Linked DNA regions of Mus musculus: all the other regions are linked to region 1. A link is a contact called in public ChIA-PET data. All regions are on one chromosome and are shown on one strand. The core of a region is the stretch at or near the end of the contact, and the rest is flanking DNA. Distances in the headings are between cores, read along the strand shown. Region 1 overlaps Nck2 (non-catalytic region of tyrosine kinase adaptor protein 2). Region 2 holds the start of Fhl2 (four and a half LIM domains 2). Region 3 holds the start of AI597479 (expressed sequence AI597479). Region 4 has its middle 37 kb from the start of Gm29040. Region 5 has its middle 45 kb from the start of Tpp2.

What was found. ChIA-PET counts read pairs in DNA pulled down with a chosen protein or histone mark.
Region 2: a contact with region 1 is called in an RNA polymerase II ChIA-PET map of memory CD8 T cells, with 25 read pairs. The contact joins the promoter of Fhl2 here to the enhancer-like site in region 1. A contact is called at or near these places in 1 of 39 promoter capture datasets (liver), 2 of 484 Hi-C or Micro-C datasets (Th1 cells and nephron progenitors) and 4 of 115 datasets of contacts at active chromatin or transcription factors (embryonic stem cells, memory CD8 T cells and pancreatic cancer cells).
Region 3: an RNA polymerase II ChIA-PET map of memory CD8 T cells shows a contact between it and region 1, with 33 read pairs. The contact joins the promoter of AI597479 here to the enhancer-like site in region 1. A contact is called at or near these places in 1 of 484 Hi-C or Micro-C datasets (CD4 T cells) and 6 of 115 datasets of contacts at active chromatin or transcription factors (the SCID.adh cell line, bone marrow-derived macrophages, double positive thymocytes and 3 more).
Region 4: an RNA polymerase II ChIA-PET map of memory CD8 T cells shows a contact between it and region 1, with 37 read pairs. The contact joins two enhancer-like sites. A contact is called at or near these places in 3 of 115 datasets of contacts at active chromatin or transcription factors (CD8 T cells, effector CD8 T cells and memory CD8 T cells).
Region 5: an RNA polymerase II ChIA-PET map of memory CD8 T cells shows a contact between it and region 1, with 23 read pairs. The contact joins two enhancer-like sites. A contact is called at or near these places in 1 of 484 Hi-C or Micro-C datasets (CD8 T cells) and 2 of 115 datasets of contacts at active chromatin or transcription factors (memory CD8 T cells and pancreatic cancer cells).

What each region holds. Positions count from the first base shown.
Region 1 is chr1:43,541,199-43,543,898 of GRCm38.p6, forward strand. All of the region lies in intron 3 of Nck2 (non-catalytic region of tyrosine kinase adaptor protein 2), which reads left to right. Among named protein-coding and RNA genes, the nearest start is that of Nck2, 97 kb to the left of the region's middle. Within about 2 kb of position 1,308, at least 64 of the 459 cell types and tissues checked have an H3K27ac peak or open chromatin away from gene starts, as enhancers often do. A contact at or near this core is called in CD8 T cells, the SCID.adh cell line, double positive thymocytes and 2 more, where this site is marked.
Region 2 is chr1:43,162,706-43,165,405 of GRCm38.p6, forward strand. Fhl2 (four and a half LIM domains 2) reads right to left here and starts at 1,256. Exons shown (of 6, transcript NM_010212.4): 1 at 997-1,256.
Region 3 is chr1:43,097,439-43,100,138 of GRCm38.p6, forward strand. It overlaps AI597479 (expressed sequence AI597479), which reads left to right and starts at 1,272. Exons shown (of 4, transcript NM_133818.1): 1 at 1,272-1,424. The coding sequence starts at 1,326. It also overlaps a transcript of Tgfbrap1 not described here.
Region 4 is chr1:43,223,118-43,225,817 of GRCm38.p6, forward strand. No RefSeq gene overlaps it. Among named protein-coding and RNA genes, the nearest start is that of Gm29040, 37 kb to the right of the region's middle. Within about 2 kb of position 1,279, at least 106 of the 459 cell types and tissues checked have an H3K27ac peak or open chromatin away from gene starts, as enhancers often do. A contact at or near this core is called in CD8 T cells, effector CD8 T cells and memory CD8 T cells, where this site is marked.
Region 5 is chr1:43,887,414-43,890,113 of GRCm38.p6, forward strand. It overlaps the pseudogene Gm19587. Among named protein-coding and RNA genes, the nearest start is that of Tpp2, 45 kb to the right of the region's middle. Within about 2 kb of position 1,253, at least 31 of the 459 cell types and tissues checked have an H3K27ac peak or open chromatin away from gene starts, as enhancers often do. A contact at or near this core is called in CD8 T cells and memory CD8 T cells, where this site is marked.

The sequences.
Region 1 (2,700 bases), core at 58-2,557:
TTACGTTTATATGGATGGTAGATATCCTGACCCTAGTCTTCAGGCTAGGACAACAGAGGACGGTGTCTGTTTTTAGAGGCTGGAAACAGGGCCTCAACATGACCCATGCATGACTTTCCAAGCCCTGAGCTCAGTAGTGAGAATGGAGAAGCTCATTTACAGTGAAATTTACAGTGGTGCTTTCCAGACCTTGCGGCTCAACGTGGAACACAGAAGCATCAGTCATTGATTACTTGGGGATTCTGAACCCAAAAGACCAGCAGAAGGACAAAGAGAAATGGAGAGACAGGAAAAAATAAAAATAAAAGTAAATAAATAAAAGTGGCCTGGAGAGGAGACCTGTATGAGTTGAGTAGAGAGGGAGTGGGTGTGTTTGGTGGAAATGACAGGTGGGGACACTCCTGCATGACTGTTAAGTATAGAGAGCTCACGGCTTACATTTTTGTTGCTGCCAGAGTAAAGTACCTCAGACTGGTTCCTTTGTAAGGAAAAGAAAATGTATTAGCTGGAACGTGGTGACACATACCTGCAATCCTGGCAGGAAGATCAGAAGAAGTTCGAGGTCTGCCTTGGAACCATAGCCGAGTTTGAAGCCAGTTTGAGCTGCATGAGGCTCTGTTTCAAAATAGAGGAGGGGAAATGGCCTACCTGGTCAGAACACTTGCATTAAGACCTGAGTTTGACTCCCCAAGCCTGTGGAAAATGTCAAGTGTGTTTGGATGTATATGTGCGCCCCTAACACTGGTGGGGTGGGAGTGGGGTAGGGTGGAGCCGGAGCTTGTTGGCCACTAACCCAGCTCCAGGTTAAGTGAGAGGTCCTGTCTGAAGAGAGCAAGGCAGAACATGGTAGAGCAAGATGCCCGCTGCCCTCCTCTGACCTCCTCATGTATACTGGTGCTTATTCCCAGAGTCTGCTGTTATACATAGGTCTGGAGGCTAAGCCATGGAACATAGTTGCTTTGTTTCTGTGAATTTCGGGTTTTAGAGCCATTTAAATCATTTTTATTTGGTGACTACAGCAGAGACCTGATATTTCTGAGGTGCATAGTAAGTACCTCAAGCCAGCCTTTCCATCATTTTCTTTTTTTGATGGCTAACCTTCAGTATCCAGTCCTCTTCAGGGTTTGCTTTTGTCTTTTCTGGATGTGGCTTTGGCCTGCTGAACGCAGAACTCCTGAGCTTTGTGAGTGCTTAAGGGGCAGCTGCTCCTCCTATCTTTGATTGCAGCTAACTGAATAGTTAACACCAATAGACTAATGCCAGGGAGGGGTAACAAAATACCACATCCTGTTAGTTAAAAGCTGTCACGGCTTCACTCCCTGGCAGAAAGGGGCTAGAGAACTTTACAATAGCATGCAGGAGCTGATACACAGGTGTGGACTCCTTCTACAGTTGGGCATTGTGCTGTCGGTCGCTCTGAAGCCCAGCAGAAAGCTCCCACAGCAGAAAACCCAGGTCCCCACCTGACCTCATGTGGCTTTTCAGAGAATGATCAGCAAGGGCTTCACTTATTTAATCTTTGCCTCACCCATAAAAGAGAAGTGAGTACCTCATTTTTCAGAAGAATATTGAGTCTTGGAAGTTACTGTTGTGCTGAAGAACACACACACAGTAAGTCATGAGGTTGAAATTCAAACCCACTGAAGCCTGCCTGCACTCTCTGCCGTTCTCCAGTCTCTTAGGGGACCCCAGGGAGAAAGGAGTGAGCTGTCTAGTTGATTCCTGTGGACTGTTCATATTGGTGACTTGGTTGCTCCCTGGCTGTTGTTTCGATTTACCCTTTGTATGCATTTCAGTTAAGTTGCTTGGATGGCTCCTTGCTGCTCTCAATGGAGTTGGTGCAAAGCACATGGGCTGTCTCTGCAGGGTGCCTGATATTCGCCAGGGCATTTAAGTTTTCTGACAGGCCCTTTACTTCTTGGTTCTTTGGAGTGCTTGAGGTTTTTATCCTGTTAAGGGAGATATTGATTTGTGGCAGTGCATTTGCTGTAGAAGTCCTGGGCTTTTCTGTACTGACTGAAGTCTGCTTGCCATCTTGCCTTAGAACATGATTCCTAGCCAAGTCACTCTGTGGAACTACTTCATTAAAGATCAGGACACAGCCCAACACACCCCTGGAAAATTTTAACATTAAAGAAGCAGGACCTCAATTCTGTCTCAGATGTCCAGACTTCTCTAGAAGTCTGTCATGACTTCACCCACTCTGTGGTGTCATTACTATCTACCCTTGTGCACGTATGAGTTAAACGCAAAAGCATTCTTATTTAGAATCCATTACAACTCTGTCTCCCCAGATTGTTCACAGTAGAAACAGGCTGCCACATGGATTGCTGCTGGAATACTATGGAAACTTCTATACTGTTGTGCTGCCAGACACTCAGAATAATTCATATAATTCATATTTGTTTTTGTATCACATGCATTTCCAAGTATTTAGAACCAAAAATATAAAACAGCTTATAACAGATCAGTGGGAGGATAATTAGGAAATAGAGAAAGATTTTTTTTTTAAGTTAATAGGACAAAATCTAGGAGAGACCATGAGATGTGGGAGGGGTATAGCTAAGAAATCCTGGAGAAGCAGGTGTGGAGCTAGCAGTAGAGTGCATGAAATCCGTGTTGCTCCGCCCACTAGGCTGCCGTAGCCCCTTGTGTCTTCATGGAGGACAGAAGGTCAGATTCATTACTGTGAGTCCCTGT
Region 2 (2,700 bases), core at 6-2,505, 380 kb before region 1:
CACCCTTTCTTTAGATCTCTCTACACTACTGCAAAATTGGCTACACACAAGCCAAGTAGTACCGCAACATGAGACACATCTAGAGCAGTATTTTGAAGACAATCTCGTGCTAAGTCCAAATTATAGTTAACTACATCCCAAAATATGCGTAAGAAAGTGCATGCCACAAGTTGGCTTCACCGAAGACAGCTGTAGACTTCAAAAAAATGCCAGCTTTGTTGAGTTCCAGAGACACAACTGAAGACTATCCAGCAAATATGGCTAGTTCTTCACTTAAGATCAGAAAAAAAGCATTTCAAGACTTTCTTTCCACAAGACTGAAATCTATCAGAATTCTTTTCATTTAAAAGTGTTGTTTTTCTCCCCCCCCCCCCCCCCCGCCATGGCTCAGGTTTTAGTTTGGGTGGTTAGTCAAGATGTGTGGTCACAGGCAAACTCCCACTTCTTCTCAAAGGAAATGCTTGGCTATCCACGTGCTGACCAGCCTGTCACCTCCTTTCCATAGACTTCAGGGACCAGTTCCACTTCATCCCCCGCCCCCCGGGGGGGGGGTTTGCCTGTGGGCAGTTCATTGTCTCCCACCACCTGGAAGTGATCCACCCCTACAGGGCTGCAACCCTCCCTCTGGACATCAAAGGTCCCTCCCCACCATTTCCAAATTCGGCTCTCCTATGCTCAGGTTCTCCAACACTCATGATTCTGGTCCTCTCTGCCCCGCATCTGCTCTTCCTGGGGGTGTCTTCCTGTAGATCAACTCTCAAGTCCTGAAGTCTCCCCTCAAGCCTTCCCCCAAGCGCCCTCCCCCACCACATTTCCGATTCACTGTCGCCCCTTCATCTCCCTCCCCTTCATTTCGAGTCCTCATCCTAAGTATGCCCAGCTACGCTCTCCTCTCTCCCGGATCTGTCCTCTCCGTTCTGGGTCCCCATCCCGAGTGTCCCCTGCAAATAGGGCTCTCCTATCGCCAGAACCTGTTCTCTCCGTTTAGGTCCCTACCCTGATGCTGTCTGCACAGCTCTGCTCCGGTCTCCTGGGTCTCCGCCCCACGGTCCGAGTGCGCTGGCCACAGGCTCTCGACGCGTCCTAGGGCAGCGGTCTGGTGGCGATCCTTGTGTCCCAAGCAGGGCTGTGGCCTGGGCGGCCGCAGTAGTACTCGCGCGGTGGGGCCGGGGTCTAAGGGAACCCAGCGGACTGTGGACCGGTGGCGGTGGCGGCTCAGCGGGCGGAGTGCAGCAGGAGCTGCGCCCGCCCTCGAGAACCCCCGCCGAGTCATTTGACCATATAAGGACACACGCGCCCGGGCGGCGGGCTGGGCGCGCTGGCCAGGAGAGCCAGGCGCGGTAGCGAGCGCCCCTCGGCAGCCAGCCGGTCGTCGTCTGTTCCCCTGATGACGCTACCACAGACCTTTTGTTTGACTTAACCTCCTTCCTTGCTTCCTGGTGTTTGGCTCACACGGTCAACCCTCGCTGCGTCCTGGCCTTGGCTCCAGGGCTAGTTGCTATGCAGTGCAGAGAGCTGTAGCAGCTGACACCCAAGGGCGAAATGACATGGGGCTACTGTCACCAGGACACGTCCGGGTTGCGGGGTCCTGCCTGAGTGCAGCCTGGTGCAAGCATGGATGGGTCATTTGCAGATTTGGGGGAAGGAACTATGTGTGTGTGGTGCACACAATGACATGGTAGCCTTCTGCGCCTTACCTTGCAGACACTTTCCATCATGGAATGAACCAAACCGATGACCTAGAGAATCATTAATTAGTTCCACTAAGGAGCTCACTGATAGAAGGCCCTTTGCCCAACACTCAAGGCTAGAGAACTGTTGAACATTCAGTGGCTCCCTCTGGGAAAAAAGAAAACACTGGTCTTAATGTGTCCTTCACACTCTGAAGGACAAGATCCTCTGCAGAGTTGGCCTTTAAAAGGGGCACGGGACACTGTTCAACACAGTGTTGGGAGGCATACGGTATCCTCATGCCCAGGAAAGCCAGCTTCCTCTCTTGAGCAAATGAGTCCATATGCGGGCACGGTAGAAGATGGGCATGTGGAGAAGCAATGAAGGCCTGGGGTAGTGACTTGTCAGTGTTGTGAGGTGACAGAAGCCACTTGATGAAGGGATTCGCTTGGGTGCAGGGTCTGTGAAGGGATCTAGTTGGTCATCACTGAGATGGTATGGCCACTGGAAGGATGGGAAGTGGCTGGCCACATTTCCTTCTCAGCCAGGACACAGAGAGAAAAGAGACTGGTGCTCAGCTTCCTCTACCCAGCTCTTGAGAAGTGCTGTCCACCTTGGGGGCCAGTCTTTCCTCCTCAGTTAAACCTCTCTGGAACTACCACAAAAATTCTTCTAGAGGTGTGTCTCCTAGGTGATTCAAAACCCAGTCAAATGGACAGTGAAGAACCATCACTGGTCGAAGCTGTTTCCATCATTCGAGGGGAGCTGAAGGCAACACGTTTTCCAGTAAAGGCAGGAAGAACTGTGTGGTGGCTTTCTTCTGGTTGATACTTCCTGATTGGTGTCACTGGAGGGTCTCCGTGGTGGAACCTCAGAACTTGAGAAACAAGGGTGTTAGAATAACTGCCACGCAGTCAACATTAGCTACCTCTGGCCACTCCAGGGATCTTCAGGCCCTTTTGGTAAAGTTAGTTATCTCAATTAAATGATGAGGACTCTAGATGAGGTGAAGAGTTTCAGCTGAGATTT
Region 3 (2,700 bases), core at 22-2,521, 440 kb before region 1:
GAGCCAATGATGCCATCCATGCCAGACTCATTATTATACGACAATATAAAGGTTAATTTGAATATATACTAGCACAATAATGTTACAAAGCTAAGGCATTTAATCCCATTTGAGAACATTTGGCCCAGCTTTAAGACTTGTCCTTTCAGGGAAGGTCACTTAGATCAGCTTTCCAAACACAAAAATAAAAGGACTGGATTGAATATTTTTAAGCACTAACATTAAAATTTCCTCCCAGCTCTGTAATTGTTTCTTCCCTGAAAGCATCACATAAACTGGAAAATTTTACAAGATGTCTCTCATTACTAATTTAACATCTCATTTATTTTTCAGCACTCTTTCAAGCATATTTTTGGTAGACTCCTAGTAGTTCATATTTTCATAAACAATGCAACAGTTTCCAATAAAACGATACATTATAGAGCATACAAACTATGCTCTCATAACAGGTATGAAGTACAACCTTTTAATGTGCAAAAACTTGAGGACTCTGTCTCCTATGAATGATGAAAGAGATTTCTCACACAAATACTAGAATATAGTTGAAGCCTACAATATTTTGTTAAAGTAAAAACCACGACTTCATTGTAATTATTAGTAAGCGCAAAGGCAGTTTGCTTGGTTCCTGTCACTGCCAGTCTGTGATCTCCAATTATCCGTCCTATTGCTCATTTTCCTCATACCAGAAACAAGCATTCTAGTAGCACATCAGGCTGATCTGGGGAGTAGTGTAACAGTCGCTGGACTGGCGCTACTACTTTCTCTTATTATTTCCCACACGTAAGCTGGTCGGTTTAAAGATCTTTCCAGGGAACAATACTTGATGCTTACCATGTCCGAGGAGAGGGGATTACAGAGTGTTATTTGGGCTTACTTTATGTAGAAGGGAGATTAGGCAATAAACGATTGAGACATTGTAAAAAGCGAAAAGAAGCATGGCTTCAGACATGACAATGCCATCTGGGGTCACAGCTGTCTGCCCTCTTGTTCCATTCTGTCTCTCCACGCAGTCGGGAGAATCCCTGAGGCCTCTGCCATGGGACGTCACAGGGGGCGGGACCAATGGCGGCCAGCTCGCGTTGCTTAGCCTCCGGTGCTTTCGGCGCAGCCCGGGCAGGACTCTGCTCCGCTCTCAGTCCCAGTTCGTCCTCTTGGCTGAGGTGCGTCAGCCGAGTCGGCCAGCCATAAACTCTACTCTCTGGGAAAAGCATCGCGTCTCGGGCGCGCTGAGTGACACCAGAGTCCCGCCCCCTCACGTCACTTCCGCGACGCTTCCGCCGCAGTGCCTTGTGGGAGGCCGGCCAGGGGGTCTCCTGGCGACAACCATGGCGGGGGATGTGGGCGGTCGCAGCTGTACGGACGCGGAGCTGCTGCTGCACCCTGAGCTGCTATCCCAGGAGTTCCTCCTCCTCACCCTGGAGCAGGTGGGGCGCTCGGGCCGACCGAGGACGGACGGGCAGCCGGGGACAGGCAGGCCTGCGGGAGGCTCGTGGCCGCTCCCCGCCCACACTGATCGGATGGGGCTTGCCTCCCTTGATCCCCAAAGGAAGCCTCCAGAGAGTGACTGGAACCCCCGGGAAATCCTCTAGAGCTCGGAAAGGGTGTGACAGACGACCTCCGCTGCCTGTGTGCAAGCAACGGCCTGCGGAAGAGATAGACTAGAAGAACAGACCGGGAGGGAAGAAGTCTGGGGCAATCAGGGCTGGATCCAAAACATCTGAAAATTAGTCTGTTAGGTAGCTTCTCGCCTCTCTTAGAGACAGACACTCGGGTCTCAGAGAGATGGACCTACTTCTTAAGATCATTATCAGGACACAGTAACCGTTTGGAGAACTTAAAGCACCTAGCTTTCCAGGTGGTGCATGCACCCCCCCCCGCCCCCCGCCGCCCCTGCGGTGTGACCTAAGATAATAGCAGATCATAAAAGAAAAGTGTGATGTTTTATTTAAAATGGCAGAACTGCTGAAAGTTTCTTTAGAGTTTTATGTGGCACGTTTTGTATTCCATGTGGTTTTGCCCCCCCAGTACCGTATCTTTCTCTAATTTCTTGAAGTTCTCAGTCACTATTTTAATAATGACTTTTAACCTGTGATTCTCAATCTTTTACTCACACCAGGATAATCAAAGGCTTACTAAAACATGTTATTGAGCCCCATCATCTGCTTCTCATTAAGTTCGTTCCAAATGTGCCCTGATACTGTATTTTAACGAGTTCTTGCTGATGACCCAAGGACAGCACTTGTAAGCACTGCTGCCAGAAGGCAGCCCCTTCAGTGCCATCCAAGCAGATGACATCCTCTGGGAATGTTGTCCAAGTGTATTCAGATACTCCCATCCCAGAGTAAATGCAAGTTGAAAGCCAGCAATATACTGTATGAAAGAGGAATAAGATGATTCAACAACTTAAAAATGAAATCAAACTAAACAGCTGGCATTGTTTTTGTTTTTTTTCCATTTTTGCAAAGCATACGTTTCCCCAATTTTTCCTGTGTGTTTTTGCAATATTGTGCTCCAAGATGTTGAGACAGAACTGGGATATGAGAGAGAATAAGTTATTTAAGTTATTTAGGCATATAAATATATATATAAATATGCCTAAATGGTTGGACTGTGAATTGAATGGTGAAAATGCGGTGGGGCAGACTGCTAATGGTCTATTGTTACTGTCATCAGAATGGAGAGTTAAGTTTTCTTCTGCAG
Region 4 (2,700 bases), core at 29-2,528, 320 kb before region 1:
AGTGAAAAAGAAACGTTATTAGGATATGGGAATCGGACCAGTTTAGAAATAGTGATTTGGGGCAAATCCAATTTTCACTGTGCTTAGTCCAGTTCACTAGCAAACACCAAACATGAACCGGCAGCTGCTGTCCAGTCCACTTGGCAGACACCACACACGAGTCAGCAAGGGCAGTTCAATCCAGAAGAAGCCATGAGGCAAATCAGCCTGAGTCCAGGCAAGAAGCCACAGGAATCTAATGAGTTCTTTGATGAGTTTTTCTCTATGAAGTCACCACAAGCAAAGCTCAACAACACAGTGTAAGGAGTGTCATCAGTGAAGACTACTGAGGCTGAACAAAGTGAGCTAATGCTCGAACTTCCACTGTCTGTGGGGGTCTCATATATATATATATATATATATATATATACATATATATATATATGTATATATATATATATGTATATATATATATACATATACATATATATATTCTCTCTAAACATCATGCATCCTTTCATGTATTTGCTATCATACAACATCCTTTCACCTGTGTCTGCTTCAGCAAAACATTCTTTCATCTGAGTCTCCCAAGAAACCAGACATCTCCACTTTAGCGATCAGCAATTATTTTCTCCTATTCCGTAGGCTGTCTCTTTCTGCTGACTATATCATTTGCTATGAAGAAGCTTTTCAGCTTTATCTGATGCCATTGTTAGTTCTTAGGATTATTTCCTGCACTATTGAAATCCTACTTAGAAAATCCTTGCCTATTTTGCATCTTGATGTGCTTTACACATGTTTTCTTTGAGTAGTTCCGAAATTTTAAATCCTCCATTAAGGTTTTTGATCCATTTTGAATTGGGTGTAGTGCAAGGTGAGAGATACAGATCTAGTTTTCTCACAAAATTTGAAAAGAGGGTATCTGTTCTTCTGTCTTATGGGTGTCTTTATGGCTTTGTCAAAAATTAGGTGGCTGTAATTGTGTGGGCTTATTTCTGTCTCCTCTAGTATATTCTCCAACTTTTGTGCTTTTGTGCCAGTACCATGGTGTTTTGTTTCCTAATCCAATAAAGTCAACAGTCAAAGCTATCAGTTACTACTGTATTTGGTCTCAGGAACCCACTGTGTGATCTTGGAGTGTATTCTCCTTGCATGAGAGGACACTGCTATCACCACAACACAAATTGCAGAAACAGAAACTCAACCTGAGCCTCTCTCTTTGGTGACCACCTCTTCTCACACGTAACAGCACAGTGAGAACATTGGTAAATTGCCTATCACGTGGGAAGGCAGCTGGTTTCACTTTCATGAGTCACTTTAATGAGATCCAGAGAATCTGAGTTTACACATGGGTTCCTGTGGGTGGGGCAGGGACTTCCATTCTTTAAGTTTTATTCAGGAGTTCACACTGGCACTTTTAGGTTGTCTATGCCTTCTCTAGGAACCTATCTATGTTAGGGATTCTTTCAGAGAACCTCCACTATTCTTTGAAGGAGCCCATTATTATTCTTCAGGCTTGGCCTTTAGGTCAAACTAGAAGTTCTTTCAAGTTCCAATTTTAGAACAGAACCGAAAAAGAAATAATCTATCAAGAGTACCCTGAGCCAAGTAACTGGGGGCCATTATCAGTATTTAGGGGCTCCCCCCAACTCTTGCTAGCATAAGAAACTCCTTATAGCACTGTTCCCTGCTTGCTGGTCTGGCTGTTTAGTGTTCACATTTGGGTCAGTGAAACGAGCTGAGAAGAACTCCAGGTAGACTACCAAAAATATGCAAAATATTTGGTTGTAGAAAGAGTTTTTCCAAAGTCATGGGCCATAAAGTTTGACTTCAAGTTCATTTTTGAACTTGTGATCCTGAGATTTTAATTTTTATAAAACACTTTCTGGTAGATTCGGTCTTACTATTCTCTGTCATTGAGGAAAGCAAGCTCAGAAATTGTTGCCTGGGGCCGGGGAAGAAGATGCCAGTTCTGATCAGTTTCACTTGGAGACAGTTCACCTGGGGAAGAGGATGTTGGGTTGTGGGTGTTTAAAAACACTTCTAGGAACTTGTTGGCAACGTTGACTCTGACAACTGCCATTAAGCATTAACCACATTCCTCAGGCTCAGGAACCATAGAAATGCATGCAAAAAATACCCTTCAGTTTCCCACAGAGCAGGAAGGAATTTTTGGAGATGGAAAGAGGATCAAACCTGAGCTTGCTTTGTGATTTTTACCAGAACGACAAACATGCAGAAAGCTCCACTTTTCTAACTTTTCTTTACTGAGGACATTTTTACAGGAAAAAAAAATAATACACAACATGAAATTTACCCTTCTGTTTTTAAGAATGTAGTTCTTTGGCATTAGAACTTCATGATGCCACACACCCTCATTCCTCCACCTTCAGGACCCTTTCGTCCTCCTGGACTATGCCTGTGCTCGCGAACAGCCAGTTGAGTGTTTCTGCCGTTGACTTTTCTGAGCAATACTGCTAGGAACAAAGGAGAAAGAAGCCAGAGTCCCACTTTCAGTTCTTTTTGACACATTGACCAAGGTAGAATTCTTGAGTAACATATAATTCTATATTTAGATTTCAAGGAGCAGCATATTGTTTCCCTCAGTGTCAGCTCTGTTTTACCTCCACACCAGCAAAGCACGGCTCCCATTTCTCAGCGTCTGTGCCAGTACTTCTAGCTTCCTGTTTTTAATATAGCCGTTCTGTCAGCTCACTT
Region 5 (2,700 bases), core at 3-2,502, 350 kb after region 1:
CAACATTAATTTACCACCTAAGATGTACTCAGGAACACTTAAAAAAAACACTCTTCTCGTTATTAGCACACAGAGGAACATGCATTCATTCACGTTGTACTGTGTTTTCTCTAGCGTCTATGTTAAAGAACTTTTTTTTTCCAGCGGTAGATCATTTTACAGTTTTCTGTGAAATGTGTATGCAAAAATATATGAAAGTAATGACATAAAGTACCCCATATAAAGTAAATTAATTATAAATAAGAATGTTATGCAATTTGAATATGACATCTATTGTGAGTAAAATTCTTGTTTTCTTCTTAACAACACACCTTTACCTCCTATGATGTTTAAGCTAAGTATATATGGGAGTTCTAAACTAAACACCCTTCTGATTTCTAGCACAGCGCAGAATACACAGGCATTCACATTGTACTGTGTTTTGTGTAGCATCTATGTTAAAGTACTTTTTTAAAGCTATAACGCATTGGACAATTTTCTGTGAAATGGGCATGTAAAAAAACAATAAAGTAATGACATACAGTGTTGCAGACTAAAATGCAAGTAAGAACTTACTTAATGGAGAGCGAAACCAATGCCTGGCTGGGAGCAGCCGCCACGGAGGTCTTTGGCCAATATCGATTCCACCTGTCCACAAACATGGGGAATATCTTTGCAAACCTCTTCAAGGGCCTTTTTGGCAAAAAAGAAATGCACATTCTTATGGTGGGCCTGGATGCTGCAGGGAAGACAACAATTCTATACAAACTGAAGCTGCGCGAAATTGTGACCACCATTCCCACTATTGGTTTCAATACAAGAATACAAGAATATCAGCTTCACTGTGTGGGATGTGGGCGGCCAGGACAAGATCCCGCCGCTGTGGCGCCACTACTTCCAGAACACCCAAGGCTTGATCTTCGTAGTGGACAGCAATGACAGAGAGCGTGTGAACGAGGCCTGTGAAGAGCTCATGAGGATGCTAGCTGAAGATGAGCTCCGAGATGCTGTTCTCTTGGTGTTTGCCAGCAAGCAGAACCTCCCCAATGCCGTGAAAGCGGCCAAAATCACAGCGGTCACAAGCTGGGGCTGCACTCTCTACGCCACAGGAACTGGTACATTCAGGCCACCTGTGCCACCAGCGGGGACAGGCTCTATGAAGGACTAGATTGGCTGTCTAATCAGCTCCGGAACCAGAAGTGAACCAGACCCCCTCCATCCCCCTCACTTCCTCTTCTCTGCCCTCAGCTTTCCTCTCATGTGGCAAACGTGCAACTCTGTGGTCCTAAGTGCCAGAAGCTGTCTCCATGGGTTGGTCACATTGTGCATCGCACCGTGCTGTACATGTGCAGACGCAGCCTGCAGCCAGGTTTTTATTTAATGTAAATAGTTTCTGTTTCCACTGAGGCAGTTTCTGGTACTCCTATGCAATATTACTTAGCTTTTTTATTGTAAAAAGAGAATCAACTCACTGTCAGTACTGAGAAGGGATTTGGGTGTAGGGGCACCTGGCCTCCGGGAGCCATTGGGCTGTAAACTGGTGTCGGTATCCATTTGGTGGTTGGTTTTTAACCCAAACTCAGTGCATTTTTTTAAAAAAATAGTTAAAAATTCAGGACAAGAACACTTGAACACACAGAACGGAGACTATGCCTAGTGTAGGTTTTGCAGTTAATGGCCTGAATGCTAGTTATCAGATCACCTGTCTCGCTGTGGGAACAGGAGAGAAGGTGACAAACAAACCATCATCCGCCGCATGGTCACAGTAGAGCCCCCGTGACTCGCATGTCTTTGGGTCACCTGCATTCCATAGCATTGTGCTTGTACTTGTGCTCACACGATTACGTAGGGTAGGCTGGGAGCCATTGTGGGGTGCAGGGCCTGGCTTGTACTTGGTGTGTGCAAGGCCCAGTGGCAGCCTGCATACCCAGCCTACTCTTGGGCCCACTTGGACGCGCTGGCAGGAGGCCTGGGTCTCACCAGCAGGAGTGCGTGCAAGGTGGGAGGGTCGGCCCATTACAGACCCACATCCTGGAGCACCCCCATCTCCATGTGTGAAGTAGCTTCCTCCCTCAGCCTGCAAGGGTCCGATTTGCCATCGAAAGACGACCTCTACTTTTTTCTTTTGCATTTTGATAAACACTGAAGAAGCTGGAGCTGTTAAATTTATCTTGGGGAAATCTCAGAACTGGTTTATTTGGTGTCGTGGAACCTCTTACCGCTTTCAATACACAATTAGTAATCAACTGTTTTGTATACTTGTTTTCAGTTTTCATTTCTACAAGCACTGTAATTATAGCTGTTAGAATAAAGTCTCTTAACTATTAAAAAAAAAGAACTTACTTAATGTGTGTTGAACATGACATGTCTTGTGAGAAACCTTGTTTTCTTTTTTAAAAACACACCTTTATTGCCTAAGATATTCAAAGCTAACTGTACACGGGAACTCTGGATATCTCTAGTGCTAGCTGCACTCACTGTCTCTGCCTGGGGCCTGTCCCTCCGGTTATCTTGTTTGTGTCAGGACTCCTCAGGGTCCAGTTGTCTCTGTGATCCTGTGATCCTGAGATCCTGGGTATAAGAGCTCCTGGGAGTCAAGCTGCCTCTGGGATGCTGACGTCATGGTGTGACAAAGCTCCTGAGATCCTGTGATCCTGTGACCCTATGATCTTATGATCCTGGGTTGTGTGAGAGCACCTGGAAGTCCAGCTTCCTCTGTGT